Regions from separate parts of the Mus musculus genome. Here region 2 is linked to region 1. Evidence: chromatin contacts called from public promoter capture Hi-C data. All regions are on one chromosome and are shown on one strand. Each heading gives the region's core, a stretch centred on a gene start, on an enhancer-like site or on the middle of the called end of the contact. The rest is flanking DNA. Distances are from core to core; before and after follow the strand shown. Region 1 holds the start of Kcne1 (potassium voltage-gated channel, Isk-related subfamily, member 1). Region 2 holds the start of 2410003I16Rik (a long non-coding RNA gene).

Region 1 (5,554 bases), core at 2,319-4,818:
TGTGTATTTCCAATACTGAGGATTCCAAATGAGTTAGTCAGTGGCCGTGTGACAGGCCTGTTAGAAAAGGCACGGTTCAGTCTGCACACCATTAGGGCGCTTATGTCAGGTTCTCCAAGTTCACTTCCATTACAGGGTCAAAGCACACACTGTGCAGTGGCCCTGGTGTCAGACTGTTGGGTCCGAGTGGGCGTGGAGATCCAACCACTTTAATTTACAGAGGACTGGGCCCCATAGTACTGTGATGAGTGGCCCCAAGGTTATCTCTCTTGGCAAAACCCATGAGATTTAATCTTTTAGCTACAGGTTCCCCTTTTACCAGGACAGGAAAGGGAGTTCCCAGGACCTTGTACAGAGGAGACAGACTCCTTAGACTCAAAGGCACTGGGGAACCAGCCACTTCTCGGGTACACTTGGGTCTCACATGTGAGGACTGGCTTCTTCCCTAAATGTTCCCTAAGCTATTAGAAGTTGATCCCGTCCTTAGGACTCCACAGGCAGCTCTGCCCTGAGAGCCGTGGCTCTGGGCCACTGGTACCCGAACAGCCCAGCTTCAGACACAGCTAACCTGGGGCTCATCCTGGACTGGACATTCTCACACTGTCACTGACACTGAAGATGCTAGGGTTTGAAGCAGGGGCACTGTCCCCAGTTAGAATAGTGTACATGTGGTTTTTTCCTGGAAAGCTCAGACCCAGAGCTTCAGGTCCCAAGTCACTCAGGACATGGGGCTGCCACGGCTGGGTGGAATGGGATGTCTGTGAGTGGCGCCCGTGTGGCCCCTGGTGCACCCGTCTGCAATGCTGCCCTCGGCCTGTGTGCTCTGGCTGTGTTACCTATCAGCACTGATAACAGTCTGGAAGCTTCCTAAACAGAGGCTTTCCAGCACTGGCAACATTCTGAGGACTTGGTGTCTGGTTCACCTGGCAAGGCTTTCTCTAGCCGGTTAAGTTCCAAGATAGACAGGCGCGATGGGGGTGGGGGTGGGGCACAGCCAGAGCCGCGGACTGTTTCCTGCCCCATACAGGTTTGGATGAACCAGAGAGCGCTCCCCTAGTCACACCTTATCTCAGTGGAGTGGGGTACATTCTTGTTCCTAGTGACAGGGTTCTGAGGCAGTTCCTCAGCAAGACTCGGGGGGCAGAGTCACGGAAGCATTTGGCTTGTATTTTAAGAAGTAGGATGAGTGTAAAGGCAGTTCTAGACAGGAGAATCTGGGTGACCGTGACCTTGGCCAAGCCTAGAATTCACACTGGTTGACCTTGGAAGCAACTGTCTATTGCTAGTGCCTTCATTTCAACCCCATGTCCAAATTCTGGAAACATATATGCTGCATATGTATGCCCCTTAACGAGCAAGAAGCTTTACAGGGGTCTCCAGGCCCTCCAGGCAGCAAGCTGGCTATACAGTGGCCTTTCGTCCTTCCTTGGGGGACTGAGGCAGACAGGGCTTCTCATGGACTAATGTGGAGACCCAGAGAACCACTGCCCTCAGACTGGGAGGCCAGATTGGGAGGTCTGTCGCCTCCTGGCTCCCTGGGGGCTGCTGCCTCTGAGTCTGGTCCTATTTCCCCCTGGCTTCCCCAGAGCTTCCCATGGGTGACAGACAGAAGGCTGCGTGTGAAGACTGGAAAGGCAAACAGGACGAAATGCTCAGAAGATTCAGGGAGGGAGGAGTATGAGAATTTCGGATAAAGAACAAATGACAGCTGAGGTATTAAAGCGAGGAGCCAGGAACTGTACTCAGCAACTCAGGTAAAACCAGGGAGCCTCAGTTTCCCCCTCTAAAGGCTCGGGATGGTGAGCTTACCCCGACTGCATAGTGCACACACCACAGGGTTGTATGCGACATCAAATAACCCTGAAATGGCCTTTGTCCCTGCTCTCTTCAAGAGCACGTGCAGGGCATATCTATGCTACAGGCCCTTCAAAGGCTAGACAGCGTGATAAAGTGTAAGAGCACTGGCTGGCAGCCCCTCATGGTGCCAGTCTCTCCCTCCCAGAGTAGGAGAAGGGTTTGCTATGTAAAGGGAGGGAACCCCTAGTGTTCAAGCCGGAACCACTGCATTTAGGGAGTAGCCTGCGCGATTATTCCTGTTAAAATTTATAGGTTTTTATTTTTATGATTTTTTTCATGATACAATCTCTTCATCTACATGGCTCACTACCTTATCTCTAAAAAGATTTAAGTGATTATTGGTGCAGTGTACTTTTGCCCGGCACCTTGACTTTCCGTAATGCTCACCCTGCAATCCTTTCCCATAGCATTGTATGTTTGTATGTAGTGTAGTTTTCTCCATTACTGTGCTTGCTGTTGGATGTTCATCTTCCCACCGAAAGGCGAGCTGCCTAAGCGGGATTTCTGCACGAGCTATTTTTCATTCTGCCCACAACAGCTGGAACAGAATCTGCATCTGGTGGGAATGCAGTAATCATTCATCAGAAGCAGGCGTGCATGCATGAATGCACGGATGCCTCCATGCATGAATGCACGGATGCCTCTGAGTTCCATCCAGCTCCCAGAATGAGTGACCACACAGGCAGCCGCTCACCCCCAGAGACACTGGTGGCATGGGCGAATCTCTCCGAGGTCCTTCAAGAGCTTATGCTTTTAAAATGACCCCTAACCCACCATCAAAGGCAGGATCTGTAGGGTGGTGCCAGGACTGTTGCCTTGCGGTGCCTTCCTCATTGACTGGAAAAACCAAACAGGGGAGGAAGGCAGAAGTGTTGGGCCTCAGTCAAGTTCACATTGTATCCAAGAATCAGAGCAGCATGGTGAACCTAGCAAAGGCCCCATCGGGGACCACAAATGGCAGCTACAATTGGTTACAGTCTTACTCTGTGGAGGTAGACATTACTTCCTGTGCTGAAGTGAGCTATCAGTCCACACAGAGACAGCCCAGGGAGCGGGATGCATTAGACGACCCAAAGGGCCCTCCCTCCCCTAATTGCTCTTTACCTCAGTGGCGCTGCAGTAGGGATTGGAGATTAGGCACACACCATAGCTGTCACCTGGTTTCTTCTAGAAGCTTCCCATTCCCGCATTACTGCAACCATTATCAGATATCAACCATGTTTTCTACATCCCGTGCCTTTCCCACAGCAAATAAATAAATAAATAACAAAAAAATTTAAAAATCCAAAACTCAAAGAACCTTCCTGATCAAAATAATTAAATAAATAATTAAACGATAAAAATAAAATCAGGTTCTTTGTGGCTGGTGTGCTTCAAGTAATGCTGAGTTGGGGGTGGGGGATCTCTTTAAGGCTGAGGACTGGGGTTGGCGGTTTTAATTTTCATTTGATGCTTTTAGATATTTTCCAAATTTTCTCTGAGAATGCCACTGAGTTACTAATAAAAGCAGAATGTTTTCCTGTAACTTTCCTGTAAGTGAAGACAGGCAGAGAGGGGACTGGCTACAAGTTAAATCCCTGCGCCCCCCCACCCCCCATGCTGTGTGCCTGCCTGTAGGCCAAGACTGGTCCTAGCAGGGTACCTGTTGCAGAGGCAGGAGCCCCTGACTTACCTGGGTCTAGAAGCCAAGGGAACCTGGTGTGTGCAGCGGGAGCCTTGATGTGTGTGCCTGTGAGCCGGGGTCTAGGACCGACAAGCCCAGAGGCACTCAAGCGATGTTGCTTTGGGTGGGCGGAGCCTCACAGAGCCCTGGGGCTTCCAGCCAGGTTGGCTCGCTATCTGCCAGCCTAGGTCTCTGAAGTTACCCAGCCCACCCTGCACCCTGCACCCTGCACGCTGCACTCAGCCCCAAGGGCCGGAAACACTTTGACTCCAGCAGGTGGGCTTAGGGCTGGCAGGCAGTCTGTGGGAGAATAAGGAAGACAGACCAGGGCAGCACCGGACAAACACCCTATTAAATAGCTCCAAACACGTGCACCTCAGAGATGGCTCAGAACCTCTCCAGATCCCTTTATCTTAACACCCTGCTGGACCCCTGTGGCTCCTCGGCTATTCTACAAGGCTACCTTGAGCATCTACTTACTGGGTGCCTGGTCCTGGATGGACGGTGCAGAGGTAGCTAAATGGTCGAGGCTCTGCTGTGGGCAGTCAGTTGCTGGAGGAACTTCAGCCCTGGCGCCACCTCTGAAGTTCCCAGGCAAGTATGAACCGGCCTTTCTCTCCCAGCAGGAGCAAGCTCTGAAGTTGCTCAGGTGACTTCCTGGTCAGTTTCATAGCGTTGCCCACCCGCCTGACAGGTGTGAGTCAACAGGGGCAGCTCCGGTGGAAGGGCTTGGCTAGGCTGGCAGATGAGATACAGAGGCAGGCTTCTGACCTACAGCGAAAGGACACAGCCAAGGGTAACTGCTCCCCCCCCCCCGCCGCCACCCCCCCCCCCGTGGTCTTCCTCATCTGATCACTTCTAAGGACCACAGCCCCTATGGGCTCCTGGGGACAACTGGCTACAACTGAAGGCCCTCCCACGGGCTTACCTGCAACATTCCAAGATAATACTCCTGTTGACAAAGGCAGATGGGGAGCTGTGGCCATGTGGGTGGCAGAATCCAGGTACTGAGCCACAGTGGAGAGCACTAGACTGCCTCCAGCGTGTAATGTTATTCTGAGAAATCTATTCCAAAGAGAGGCACTGGGTTTAGAGAAGTCTTAAGGATATAAAGGTTCTTCATAGTTTTATTTATAATAATTAAAATCTTGATGCCTAAAGCCAAATAAATAAATAAATACAATTAATAATTAAACTAGGGCTTGTATGATACAAAGTTATTTCTCAATGAAATATCCAATGAAGCCACTAGCAAAATGTCGCCTAGTGGGTTGGTTATAATGTGGATTTCATCTGTCTCTTTGTTGAGACAGTCTCACTATGTTACTCTGACTGTTCTGGAACACTCTGTGTAGACCAGGCTGGCCTCAAGTTCACAGATACCTGTGTCTCCCTCTGAAGTGCTAAGATTTAAGTCATGCGGTATCACACCTGGCTCCACATCTTGTATCTTACAGTGCTACATGAGAAAGGCAGGCCTAGTAGCCGGGCAGTGGTGGCACACACCTTTAATCCCAGCATTTGGGAGGCAGAGGCAGGCGGATTTCTGGGTTCGAGGCCAGCCTGGTCTACAAAGTTCAGGGCAGCCAGGGCTATACAGAGAAACCCTGTCTCGAAAAACGAGAGAGAGAGAGAGAGAGAGAGAGAGAGAGAGAGAGAGAGAGAGAGAGAGAGAGGCAGGCAGGCCTAGATTTACAAAGAGCGAGACATTGTTTCAAAGGGAAGCAAGGAAACAACACCCGAGATCAGCATTGGCTGCTGGGGGTCACCCAAGATGGATTTCGTGGTTCAGCTCTATACCTTCCACAACCGTTCCTACTCCAGAGAAAATAAAATCCATCAACTCGGCCTGAACATCCCTAGTTCTTTCTCCTCTGTGCTGTGCTATGTGGGTGTGGTGTCCTTCTGTCCATCTTTCCAAAGCCAGAGTCCAGCAGATGGGGAAAGGGGATGAGGGATGGAAACAGTGTGTTTATCCTGCCAAGCACTTACGTGTGGTCCTTCCACACACACACACAATCCAGACTGGACCAG
Region 2 (5,390 bases), core at 2,123-4,622, 1.7 Mb after region 1:
CGTGACCCAGCAGTTCCCAAGGCCCCACTTCCCTCTCTTGCGCCCCTCCCCCATGGCCCGTAGTTTCTGGCGGAGGCAGTTTAAAGAAAGTCAGATTTAGAGCAAAAGGAGAAGAAAATAGGGCGACATCTCTGGCTTATCTTCTTAAGCAATTTTCTTCCCCTGGGAACTGTATTTCTACTTCTGCAATGACTCCAGAGACTAATGGTGATGTTTCAGGCTGCAGCGTCTGCTCGCACGGCTGCTCGCACAGCTGCGGGACCCTGGTCTGCTCTTTTGAGTCTCTCAGCCCTAACTTACCCCAAGCTTAGCTGTGATGGATCCTGTGATACAGAGATCATGAATGTGTCCTTTGCTGAACGTGAGTTTCTACCTCACGTCGCCTGTCTATACCATCTTACTTCATCTCAACCTCGGCTCTGTGAGGTGAGGACTGACTTGTTTCCATTTTACAGGTGAGCGGCAAAGGAGGTTAAATAGCCATTAGAATCCAGATGGCTCGGCCTCCAGGACCCTTATTCTTGGTCGGGGTCCTGTACAATTTCAGGGCCCTTCCAGCAAAGGAGAACAAGCCCGCCAGCATCTGGCTGCTGCGGTCATGTTTGTTAACAGAGATGGCCCTGGGATTGGAGGCCTTGCTCACGGAGAACCTAAGCAACGTTCGTCAGCGTAGACATTATCAAACACAAGTCACATTGGTTTATGGATCATTAACTAAACCTCTGGGTTTAAACCTGGTTTTAATTCCTGCCTGAACAGAGAAGCTGCCTTGCTGCTGGGGTACAAATAACTTCACCACCCCCTTTCCAGTGAGATGACCCTCGGATGAGTGTCTGTGCAACTCATCAGTGGACATTACGGTGAGACATCAGTGGAGAGTCTCAGTCACATCAGGTTTTCTGTTTTCTGGACCCAATCTGGCCAGCAATGGCCATGAAAGCCAAGCCAATATAACCCAAATCAATCCTTCTATCTCCATGTCTTTCTCTGGTCTTCCCTTGAGCTCGGCTGGATACACTAATGGCTGCAGGTTCTAGGTACCCATAATCACTTACTAAAGCAAGTCAGAGAATTAATCACCAGCCTGATCTGCTTCACCGAGACATGGGTTCTCCTCCCTTCCCTCCTTCTGTGTCTTTCCTCTCTCACCTTCCTCCATCCCACCGCCCCACCTACAATTTGGACTGTCCGTGATGGGGAGAGAGACACAAATACCCAACCAACGTCAGAGACGGTACTCACAGTGTTGACGCGTCCCCCTCCGGGTCCAGAACTATATCCAGGTGCCTGTCTGGAACTCCACTTGAACATCTTATGGGGTTTCTTGCTCAGGTGCCCCTGGCTCCTGCTTCTGCCTGGCAGGTTGTATGAACCACAGGGCAAGTTTCCCCAGGTCACCTTTCCCACCAATCAGATCCACCTGACTTTCCTCTCCTTCCCAAGGCTGCTAGAAACTTTGCTGGTGCCCAAGATGCTCGGGCTTCCCACAGCCCCGGCCTGAGGCGCACCTAGTTTCAGCTATCAACGCTGCCCTTTCAGAACATGCCATTCCGACTCTGTCCTTTTTAAAAAGGGGCCAGTGTCTCGCTCAGCCGGCTCATAAAGTCTCTGTTCTCCTAACAAAAGGCCAATCGAGTCCTGAGAGCCTTTCCCTGACGTCTCTGCAGCTCAAATGACCTGTTTTCTTAGGCCTCATTGTTGCCCGTCACCGCTGGTGACACTTGGTGTCCAAATTCAGAAGAAAGCTCAGATTGAGAACAGTACTAAGAAATGGGAAAATAGCCAGAGGAAAGTCAAGGCAGTGAGGCGGTTCCGGGAAGAAATACAGTTGGTGGAAGGGGTGGCATCGATCGATGGATCGATGATTGTATTAGAGAAGGATGAGATCAGAAGTGGCCAGAGAGGCAGCTCTGTCCAGGTGGCAAGAAGAAACGCACACACAAGAAGTGTCTCCTTAGGTGAGTGGGGAAGACACAGCAAGGCTGAGAGGGAAAGACAGAGAGACTGAAAGTAAAGATTAACTTGTAAATGACTTTATTGCCAGGGGAATTGTCCCCCATCACCTGGTCACTGCCCAGGTCACCTCCATGGTGTGTTCATCTCCACTGAAGCCTGGGGTCTAGATAGGTCTTGTCCAGCAGAAGACAAGACTCACATTAGTCCACACTTGCTTAAGGCTGGGCATGCACACTGCTTCCCGTTTCTTCAGCCACTCGGTCTACCTACTACCCAAGCTTATCAATACCACATGCACAAGACACTTTGGTATAAGAGACTCCACCCTGGCACCAGGGAAAGGCAGGCAGATTGTGAAGCTAAGCAGCCTGCAGGCACACGGGCCAGCTGGGTCCCAGCTCTGTTCCCCATTATGAATGACCTTGCATATGTGTCTTGTGCCTGTTTTGATCTTTAAAGTGAGCTTAGAAATACTGACAGACAAGGACCTGGAGAGTGCTTCGTGGGTAAACTGTCGTGCAAGCATAAAGAAAAAGCTGAGCATGGCTATGCATGCCTGTCACCCCCGGGTGGGTGGGTGCAGGGAGACAAATTCCGGAGCTCGACCAACCGGCAGCCAAGCTGGCTCAGTGAGAGACCCTCTCTCAAAAAGTAAGGTGGCTAGCAACTGAGGGGGACACTTGATATTGATCTCCACAGACAGCGCACAGGTGCACAGGCTAGCTGAGGAGCACAGACTAACTCATACATGCACATATACTAATTAAAGTCCCTCAGAGAGTCAATAGTGTGGTTCGACTTCAAGACCATTCCCTAAACAGAGTACCCCCTTGGCAGTGGGTTTTTTTTTTTTTTCCTGTCTATTTAGGTCTCCAGCTAACGAAATGAGGCCACCTACATCATGGGCATAATGCCCTCTGCTGTCTACTGTATCGATTTAACTGTGCTGGCTAGTTTTTATGTCAACTCAACACAAGCTAGAGTCACCTGAAAGGAGGGAGCCTTGATTAAGAAAGTGCCTCGGTAAGATTCAGCTACAGGGGATATCTTGATTAGTGATTGATGGGGGAGGGCCCAGCCCATTGTGGGCGGGGCCATCTCTGGGCTGATGGTCCTGGTTCTATAAGAAAGCAGGCTGAGCAAACCATGGCGAGCAAGCCAGTAAGCAGCACCCTTCCACGGCCTCTGCATTAACCCCTGCCTCCAGGTTTCTGCCTGCCCTGAGACAGAAACAAACATTCTCACAGAAACATCCAGGATAACTTTTGGACTCATATCTGGATCATGCCCAACCAAGTTGACACACAGAATGAACTGTCCCCAAGGCATGTTTGCCCATGTGACCCCAATAACGAGCTCTATGCTTGTTTGTCTTTAGGGACCGTGTGTTTAAGGAAACAATTTCTTTACTGAATGGTGCTTCATTTGGTAGACCATTCTTTGGGACTGTTGTTCCTCCCAACACCCTCTGGGAACTATGTGCAACGGCAAACAGCTGAGAAGACAAGGAGGCCCAGGCTAGGTGGCCAGGCAGGTGCCTGATGCTGCTGAGATGACAAGGAGGCCCAGGCTAGGTGGCCAGGCAGGTGCCTGATGCTGCTGAAAAGACAAGGACTCTTCCCCACCCCACCTCACCCATGTTAGGTGGCCAGGCAGGTGCCTGACACTGCTGTCCTCTGGGGAGGTGTAAAATTTCCATTAGAAAAATGCAAGGAGGCTGGCCCTGGTGGCACAAACCTTAAATCCCAGCACTCAGGATGGAGAGACCGGCAGATCTCGGAGTTTCAGGCTAGTTAGAACTACGCAGTAAGACCCCGTCTCAAAAACAAACAAACGAGCAAGAAGACGAAAAAGGAGGAGGAAGAGAACTAAGGTGAGGAGGAGAAGAAGAAAGGAAAAAGGAACGCACCAGGCAAACGGGAAGAGGGTGAGCCGGTGCAGCAGGCCCTCGAGGACTGACCACGGTGTGAGATGGATAGCAGGCAGGGTGATGGATGAAGACACCAGCCTGTAGCTAGCTTGAAGAAGGGGCAGACATATATCTGAGCTATAAATCTCAGAAGGAGAAGCAGAGATTAGGAGCGAGAAACAGGGGCTGAGCTGTGCTTTCTGAGTGAACACACTGAAGAAGGGGGAGATTTGCACCACTGCAGCAGACTTTTTTTTTTTTTTTTTTTTGTCTTTTACTCTGAAGTGCCAAGAACTGGAAGAGGAAGTATGTTGCTGCGCTGCAGAGTTGCCGTGGCAATGGGTCAGCAGCAGAAAGAAACAGGTTGGGAGAAAGGCTCCATTTCTGCGCGGGGGTAGGGGGGGTAGGGGACAAGGGGGGGCTAGAGGGGGCAGGAGACAGGATGAGGAACAGATGGGGAAAGCAGTCACTGAAGTCACAGAGGCAGCAGGAGAGTGAAGTAAAAACCAGGCTGGATCGTGGGGGAGGGACATGAGGGGGGGGGTGATGTCGGGGCGGGGGGTGCAGAAATTACACCCAAAGTCAAATGTGGTCCTCAGTTTCTGCTCGCCTCCCCCTTCCCTACCTATGCGTTTCAAGGCATCCTAGTGTGTTTTGTGAGGTTTCTTATTGCTAATCCGACATTCACCACTTTGTCTTTGACCCAGGTTCTGCCCTCAACAGACCATCTGTTAGGAAGGGACCTTAAATCTCCAAGAAAGGAAGTCTCTAGAGATAGGACATTCCATTCTGTTGGAGTTTAAATTTGGTCCCAGAGCAACAAGACCTGCTTTGGAGCCTCCAAACCTCAGGACTCCACAGTTCTCAAAAAGACAGCCGAACGGCTTCCTGGAATCCCGTGTGAGCTGTCAGCTCTGCAGCAGTGTAAAGATGCTGGAGCATCCTCCAACCGCAAGCCAAGGACCACAAAGCCTTGCGTATCACCTTGGCTTTCTTACAGTGAGTGGGTGATTGAAATGACAGACTCTCAGCCCATGTGCTTAACTGCTTGAGGTTAGACCTGGGGAGACTGGGCTAAGGGAGAGATGATGCAAACCCACTTACAAGGAGAATGGCCTTGAGTTCTGAGTGACCTTGGGGTGGGCAGCCTGGTCGTCAGAGTAAGCCAGTGGACTTTATGTCTTTTTTTTTTTCTTTTTCTTTTTTAATTGGACATTTTCTTTATTTACATTTCAGATATTATCCCCTTTCCTGGTTTCCCCTCCGGAAAAGCAACCTCCCCACTCTTCCCACTCACCAACCCACCCACTCCTGCTTCCTGGTCCTGGCATTCCCCCACACTGGGGCACAGAGCCTTCTTAGGACCAAGGGCTTCTCCTCCCACTGATATCCGACTAGGCCATCCTCTACTGCATATGCAGCTGAAGCCATGAGTCCCACCATGTGTGCTCTTTGGTTGGTGGTTAGTCCCGGGAGCTCTGGGGGTACTGGTTAGTTCATATTGTTGTTCCTCCCATGGGGCTGC

The links. Promoter capture Hi-C pulls out the DNA fragments that hold promoters and counts their contacts.
Region 2: a contact with region 1 is called in a promoter capture Hi-C map of liver, with 2.8 times the contacts expected there. The contact joins the promoter of 2410003I16Rik here to the promoter of Kcne1 in region 1. A contact is called at or near these places in 5 of 39 promoter capture datasets (hematopoietic stem and progenitor cells, liver, pre-B cells and 1 more).

The regions. Positions count from the first base shown.
Region 1 is chr16:92,355,306-92,360,859 of GRCm38.p6, forward strand. Kcne1 (potassium voltage-gated channel, Isk-related subfamily, member 1) reads right to left here and starts at 3,569. Exons shown (of 2, transcript NM_001362456.1): 1 at 3,530-3,569. Gm30163 (a long non-coding RNA gene) reads left to right here and starts at 1,699. Exons shown (of 3, transcript XR_876259.2): 1 at 1,699-1,754.
Region 2 is chr16:94,007,283-94,012,672 of GRCm38.p6, forward strand. It overlaps 2410003I16Rik (a long non-coding RNA gene), which reads left to right and starts at 3,373. Exons shown (of 4, transcript XR_003951876.1): 1 at 3,373-3,829; 2 at 4,151-4,228; 3 at 4,573-5,390. It also overlaps a transcript of Cldn14 not described here.